Regions from separate parts of the Macaca mulatta genome. Here region 2 is linked to region 1. Evidence: chromatin contacts called from public Hi-C data. All regions are on one chromosome and are shown on one strand. Each heading gives the region's core, a stretch centred on a gene start, on an enhancer-like site or on the middle of the called end of the contact. The rest is flanking DNA. Distances are from core to core; before and after follow the strand shown.

Region 1 (3,784 bases), core at 757-3,256:
TAACTCAGGCCAGTACCTGGGAGTCATTTGTCATTCCTCCCTTTCTTTCACATCCCACATCACACTCATCAGAAGGTACTTGAATTTACTTCCATACTTAGAAACCATCATTCACCTTTCCCTTATATATTCTGCCATCATCTTAATCCAAACCACCATTATCTCCTGTTTATGGTGCTGGATTAACCTCCTTATCATGATTCGGTCTCTGCCCATCTTTCCAGATTCATCTCATACAACTGTCCTTTCTGAATATATTCCAGCAATACTGGTCTTTCCTTAGATTCTTGAACATTAACATGTCAAGCTCTTTCCTGCCTCAGGACCTTTGCACAACCTGTTCACTCTGTTTAGAATGTTGTTCTTTTCCTCTCTTGCACAGTTGGATCATGCTCATCTTTTAGGCATCAACATCAACTCCTCGGAAAGGTCTTCTTAGACCAGTCTAATTCACATAGTTTCCTTGTAAATTCTCCTTAATTCTATCCATACAAGGTAAGTTCCATTAGAACAGGAATCTACCTTGTTCATCATCGGATCTCAGTACCTAGCAGTTCTTGGCACAGACCAAAGAAGCACTTAACTATCTGCAGAATAAACAAATAATTACTTGTTGCTCTGTGATCCAGTCTTGTGGGGTCAGGAAAGGGTTTCTGATTTAAAAGGCTTTGCAAACTGGGTAAGAATTAGCCAGGTCACGGACAGGGTCAGAAGACGGTTTGGGGTGAGAAAGAGGATAGTACACTTCAGGAACACAGAAGACATTCTATATGGCTGGAGCGGTGGAAAACCACTGGGGCTGAAGAGGCAGGCAAAAGTCAGACAGGAAAGAGCCTGTAAGTCATGTTAAAGAGTTTGGGCTTAAACCTGAGGGCAAATAGGAGGGACTGAAAGGTTTTCAATGGGGAGTGCCTCGGGCAATTATCTTTATCAGCCCAGCAATGTGGAGACTGGACTGGAATGTGACAAGATTGAAAGCAGGAGAACCAGCTGGGCCAGGTGGGGGTACTGCCACAGCTATGTAGCAGTCATAGGGTCGAACCAAAATAATGTCAGTAAAAAACGGAAAGACGTGAACAGATCTGAGATATTCAAGAGGCTGTTAGGGACTGGCTGGATGCGAAAAGGAAGAAAACTTTCAAGTTCTGGTTTAAGCACCTGGCTCAGTTAAAGTATGTTCCCTCTAAGCCATGATACCAGTTTGGCAGATCCCCTTTTAGCACGTACTACTCTGCACAGTGGCCCGCTGAATACGTATTTGCACATCACAGAAGCAAGAGTCGCGCCTTTTCCACTCTATCTCCGATTCTAAAAGCTCACTCGGAGTCTAGCTCGATGCCACTGAAAGCGTTCAATAAACGTTCGTTAGGTGATTGCAACTGCACTGAGTCTAAAATAAAATAACTGACGTTTATATCTTTTACCCTCATGTCCGCCCGTTTACAGAGAATAACTCGTGAAAAAACAAGTGCCGGGCTCTGGGTGGGTCTCATTCATAATGAAGTTAAGAGCCTCCTTGGGAGTCTCCGGCCCTTAGGCTTCCCCAGAACCCCTTTACCCAGCTCACCTGAGGGAGAAGACCAGTAGCGGGCCCAGGCGACACACAGTGACTCAGACCGGCCGGATCAGTAGTTCGCCGGGAGCCTTCCAATCGAATCTCCCGCGTCCTTTTCCGCCGGAAGTAACGCTTTGGCTGCGTTCACTCAGAGCCAATCAGAAGAAAGCGCCGCAGAGGGTGGCGCTTAGCCAAGAAATCCTACAAGCTTGTGGGAACGACCATTTTCGTCAAACTGCGGGTAGAGTCGGTGGATCAGTAGTACAGTCCGTAAAGTTGGTTTTGGCTGCGCTAAGCCTCCTGGGCGTAGGGATCCCCGGAAAGTGTGGAGCAAGCCTGGGCGTCCTGGGGTCTGGCGGGGTGACTGAAAGAGGGAATGGAAGCCGGATGAAGAGGGTTGAGGGAGCTTTGGAAGCCAGACCCGGCGCTGTCCTAGGGGCTAGCACTACCCAGGGGCGGAGGGGGGAAGGGGGCTTTGGCAGGAGGCAGGAGGGAGGTGGAGCGCGGAGTGGGTTTTCGGGTGCCGAAGAAGAAAGGGGGCGTTACTTGAAAGAAGGGACCGGGACCTGGCGGGATTTAGGGACGATGTGGACCCGGGGCGACCTCTGTAATGGATGGGTTGTGCAAGCAACACAGTTTTGGGGTTACCAAAGAACGGAGTATCATAGGGAGTGGTTAGGCTCCATGATGGAGGTGGGTGCAAGGAGCACAGTCTTTGGAGCTGGACCCAGCGGTCTGCGACGACGTACTCCGCTTACTGCTGAGTGATCTAGTGCAAGTTCCCGCACCTCTCTGAGCCTCCGTTTCCACATCTGTAGATGGGAATAACAATCGAATACGACGCACAAGATTGCTGTGACGATTGAGTTAGAGGAGATGATGCCTGTGCCTCCCTGCCTCCTGATATACTGGCCTGTAGTGAACCTTCAATAAATTGTCATGGAAGCTGTTATTGCCTTTATGTGGGATTTGCGGAGGGCAGGAGGTGTAGCAATGGAATTGAGGCAGCCAGGGCAGAGTTTGGCGGTGATTATAATGGTGGGGATATAGGATGACCTGAAGGACAGGTGGGCTTCGGGGGCGCTATAGATAAAGCATGGGCTACAGCGATGAGGTAGGAAGAGGCCCTAGCATGATAAAGGCAAACTTGGGATGTGACCGCAATGAAGGTGAGTGCTAAGAAGCAGACGGCACGAGAGTAAAGTGGAGTGGAGGCGGTGCCCTCGGGGATGGGGGCGGAGTGGCTGTGGTGACCTGGTTTGGGCGGTGTCTGAGGAGCTGGCTGGCTTTGGGTTTCCCCCGGGAGGAGCCGTTTTGCGGCGGGCGGAGCTGCAGACTGGGCAGGGCTTAGCCCGTGCGCTGCTGCTGGCCTCCTTTTCGCCCTCCCACCCGCACTGCAGCCGCCAGCCTGAGCCATGGGCCGCCGAGCCCTCCTGCTCCTGCTTCTGTCTTTTCTGGCGCCCTGGGCCACCAAGGCCCTCCGGCCGGCCTTAAGGGCCCTCGGCAGCCTACACTTGCCAACAAACCCCACATCCCTCCCGGCTGTAGCCAAGAACTATTCGGTTCTCTACTTCCAACAGAAGGTAAGGGGGAGTGGGGGCTTCACCGTCCCCGGCCCAACGGCCGGGAACCCTCAGAGCCCGGGCAACGGAGCCCACCTCGAAATTCACACCCCTTGATGCCTGGGATCTCTTCGGTCTTTGGCTCATGTCTTCCAGAAGGTGGTCTCAAATCCCAGTTTTGTTGAATTTTTCTCCTCCCATTACCAATAATTTGGTAGTACTTCTGGCTCCGTACTCTTGATTCAGGTTGTTCTGCAATTGGACACGGCAGTCACTTCAACTCCGCCTGCTCCCATAGGGTGCCCCAATCCGAACTCCCTTAACCTTCCCTCAAATTCAAATTATTAAATACCAGCTCTGCTACCTAGTCTGCGGTGATAGTCATCCTTTGCCCCAAGGCAGCCCTAAATACAAATTCTAGTATTTTTACCTATTAGATAATATTGGATAGTTATCCATCCTAAAAACCAGACTCTCATAAGGGGTCAGCTCAGAGCTGATTTTGTAGCCCTATTATTAAGAATTGTTGAAATCCCTATTCCCCATAAGACTGAACGTGTGTAGCCTATGGTTGTAAAAGGAGTTGTAGGAGCTTGTGGTGGGGTTGGGGATTAGCCTTTCTATGGTTTGTAACATGATTTTAGAGCTTTTTAGGCTTGATGCCTTT
Region 2 (3,839 bases), core at 163-2,662, 280 kb before region 1:
GAGGGCAGAAGAAAAGAAAACGGCAAAGGAAAGGGTCACTCAATGGAGTGAAAGAAGAAAACTAAGTAAGTACTAATTTGTCGTCTCCACAGGGTCAAATGCTTCAGGGAAGCCAAGGAAGAACTTAAAAGAGTCCGTAAGACTGAACAAGAGTTGATGTTAAGCTGGGCAAGAAGACCCGGAGGACTGGTGTGGATGGAAAAAAGGAAAGAAAGCTGAAATAATACAGAACAGGGGAAAGTTGACAGCTTTGGTATCTCCAAAAACAAATTAGAAAGGGAAACGGGGAGCGACACCTGAGAAAAGGAAATGCCAGAAAGGGCTAAGACTGTTGCACGCTTAAGTAAGAAAAGGAATGTGGCAGAGATGAGGGCCAACGACATAGTCTGACTCACAGGGGTTTGCAGTCTCCCTAGAGGAAGTGGAGGGGCCTGAATTAGCCACCCCGGGCATGGTGCAACACCTCCGACTCTGGGGAGTAGTTGAGTCCAGGCCCCTGATGCTGCCGCGGTCTTCACTTGCTCTCACCCACGAGCCACTGCAGGGGCAGCGGCCCTCTTCTCCGTCGTCACTAGGACGGGGCCCAAGGTCCTCTCTTGCTCTCTCCCAGAAGCTGCAGCAGAAACCTTCGTCTTCACTTTCTCTCTCCCAAACGCCACTGAGGCGGCAGCTGGCGTCTTCACTGCCGCTCACACCGGAGGAGTCGCTGGCTGCGTAGCCGCAGTCTTCACTTACTCCCTCCCAAGAACTACCGAGGCTGTGGCCGCCATCGACACTCCCTCCCTCCCAGGAGCCACTGAGGCGGCGACTGCGATCGTCTCTGACTCTATACCCGAAGTCACTAGTTCGCGGGTCCCGGACGTCACTGACTCCCTCCCAAGTACCACTTAGGCGGAGGCCTCGGTCTTCTCTGGTAGTTCCCCTGGAGTCGGCAGTTTGGTGGCCTCCAACTTCACTAAAATTCACGTCGCTGCTGCAGAAGCTGCGGTCTCCCCTAACTCTCTCCCAAGAGTTTCTGTGACTGCGGCCACTATCCCCCCTAACTCTCTCCCCAGAGACGCTGCGGCAGTGGCCGAGGTTTTCACTGACCCTTCTCAAGTCACTGCGGGACAAGCCGGCGTCTCCACTTAGGCTTCCCGCAGCGACCCTGGAGCGGCGGTCACCCTCTTCACGTTTTCTTTCCCCGTCGTCGCTAACTCTTTCCCTTGACTCGGCGCTGGAATGGCCGTGTAGGCCGTTTATCCTCCACACGTGGTGGCTAGTGCGGCGGCCGCCGTCTTCGTCTGCTACTCCCTGAGAGTCGCTGTGGCGGCGGCCGCCTTCGGCTGGTACTTTCTCGGAGCTGCTTTCCAGCCTCCCGACTCCAGTCACTTGGCTGGAGAGGCAGCAAGGCCGTCGCCTTGGAAACGAGTACACTTCCGACGTGCTGAGGTCATTTCCCGTTCCTCACGGCTCACGCCATTTCCGGTTTCCTTTCCCTCAGCTGTTTCTTGGCTTTTCGTCTGGACAAATCGGGTGGTGGTGTGAACTGGTTTTCGGTAAAATTCGGCTCGGCCTCACACGAGCCTATCTAGGTCCGTCTCTGGAGTGGCCTGTCATCGATCGCGCCCTCCATCGCTGAGCGACACAAGTGGAACCTCCCAGGACTGCATTCTGCGTAGGTGACCTGTGTGGCGCGGACCGGGCGGGGCCTTTTTGTCCTTGAGCAAACCTAGTATACTTTCTCAGTGGTGGTTGGAAGGAAATTTGTAACCCTGTCATTTCGCAAGTATGGAAAAAGACCTAAAGGAGAGTTTAGCAGCTGCAGCCGCTGTTTTTATTGAGTACTTTACTAGCGTCAACTCTTAAATAATCGCTTGTTAGATGTTACCCCTATTTTATAGGTCAAGAGACTCAATATGTCGGTACGTTGGTAAGGCCAGGCAGCAGGTAAGTTGTAAAACCATTATAAAAACACAGGTCATTAGTCAAAAGACTGCTTCAGGTCTCCTGGCTCCAAATCCGGGGTTCCTTTCACTGTAGCATGTTTACTGCTCAAATATTTCTCTACAACCCTATTGCTTAACAACAGGAATGAATTGTTTCATCATTTGTTGGAAACATATGGGTCACGTTTTGTACCAGCAGCAGAAAATACAGAAATTAGTAAGAATTATCTGCCCACCAGAGGCATCACCAACCCAGATTCCCCTCTCGGCCCAGTTTTTCCACCCTTATTGCCTTCTCCCTTCTGGAATAACGAACTGGTCCTAGAAACATAGCATACTTTTTAGTATCTCTGTGCCTTGTCATGTGCTGTTCGTCTTACCAGGAAACTACCCTGCCTTTCCCCCAGTTTTTGTCTGTGAACACATTTGGGGAATTCTCCTGATCCTACCTCTACTCTCTTGAGGTACAGTAAATTGTCTTTGACTTCCATCACCTTTTGTAATATTACTAATTTCCATTTATTGAGTTCCTGTGATCTGCCTGGTACTGATCTAAGTGCTTTATATTAGTTTTCTTGTTCATTTTTTTATACTAACATAAATGAGTTTGACTCAATTCTTATAACCTGCCAAAATAAGTATTCCTCTTCCTTTTTACAGAGAGAGAAACAAGGAACAAAAAAGTAAATTGCCTGAGGATACACTGCTAGTGTTGCGGGACAAATGAGAGAGACGGGAGAGGCCGAACAGAGTTCAGGAGAGCTCTTTATTATTAAGGTGATCACTGGCTCAGTCGGACTAGGGTCCAGAAAGACTGAGTCCGGAACAAAGGGATCAGTTACCTTTTAAGCAGTTTGTGGGGGGAGTTTCGTGCTGCAGGAAGCCTGCTTGCAGAAGCAAGAACAAAGGCAGATAATTACTCTTTTACATTTGTTACAGCACATGTCTTATATCCTTGGGAATACATGCTTTTGTAGTAATTGCTTATCAACCTTGTGACTTTACAGCCGCGCTGGGGAGGGAAGCAAGACCTCGCCGTGCCTCAAGGAATGTGAAACCATGGAACACAGATAAGCCTCTCCGTGCATAGAGGAGAAATAAGCAGTTAATATTCTTTCCTAACCCAGGCCTCCAGACCAGGGGGCTATATTACATTCTACCTCTAAGGAAAAGAATAAACTTCTTGACTAACATAATTATAAAATTCATTAATTCCCCCTTCAGTAGTAAGTATTAAATACCTGACTTAGGATTCCAACATAGGTCTTGGATTTTGCTGCAGGAGCACCTCAAAGTCTCTGAATTCCCACAACCTTTTATTAGATCACTTATCCCGTTGTATTATAATTATCTGTTTAACAATTTTTCCTCAACCCTCAAGGACCCTGAGCTTCCGGAAGGTAGGGATTGTATCTTAAAATCTTGGCATTTCTGACATCTAGAATATTTCATTTAAGAGAAGGGCTTAGTCACTGTTGTGTGGGTGAGTGGGTGGGTTGATCAGTTGACTGTCAGGCAGGTGAACTAATAGGCTGAAGATAAAGTTTTTCACTGTTGGAAGTGAATTTGGGATTAGTTGTCCTAATCCCCTCACTTTTAGAAATGGGGCAACTGGGTCGGGCATGGTGGCCTGTAATTCTAGCACTTTGGGAAGCCAAGGCGGGCGGATCACCTGAAGTCAGGGATTTGAGACCAGCCTAGCCAACATGGTGAAACTACTAAAAATACAAAAATTAGCCAGTCGTGGTAGAAGGAGCCTGTAATCCCAGCTGCTAGGGAGGCTGAAGCAGGAGAATCGCTTGAACCTGAGAGGGGGAGGTTGCAGTGAGCTGAGATCGCACAATTGCCCTCCAGCCTGGGTGACAAGAGCAAAACTCTGCCTCAAAGGAAAAAACAAAACAAGAAATGGGT

The links. A called contact is a pair of places that touch in the nucleus more often than the background predicts.
Region 2: a Hi-C map of fetal cortical plate shows a contact between it and region 1, with 2.6 times the contacts expected there. The contact joins the promoter of ANKRD42 here to the promoter of DDIAS in region 1. A contact is called at or near these places in 2 of 14 Hi-C or Micro-C datasets (fetal cortex germinal zone and fetal cortical plate).

The regions. Positions count from the first base shown.
Region 1 is chr14:83,437,635-83,441,418 of T2T-MMU8v2.0, reverse strand. It overlaps DDIAS (DNA damage induced apoptosis suppressor), which reads right to left and starts at 2,006. Exons shown (of 5, transcript XM_015115343.3): 1 at 1,568-2,006. It overlaps PRCP (prolylcarboxypeptidase), which reads left to right and starts at 2,945. Exons shown (of 9, transcript NM_001261249.1): 1 at 2,945-3,138. The coding sequence starts at 2,971.
Region 2 is chr14:83,720,346-83,724,184 of T2T-MMU8v2.0, reverse strand. ANKRD42 (ankyrin repeat domain 42) reads right to left here and starts at 1,412. Exons shown (of 11, transcript XM_077964118.1): 1 at 396-1,412. The coding sequence starts at 453. It overlaps LOC106993411 (a long non-coding RNA gene), which reads left to right and starts at 1,456. Exons shown (of 3, transcript XR_013404239.1): 1 at 1,456-1,657; 2 at 2,589-2,705; 3 at 2,936-3,124.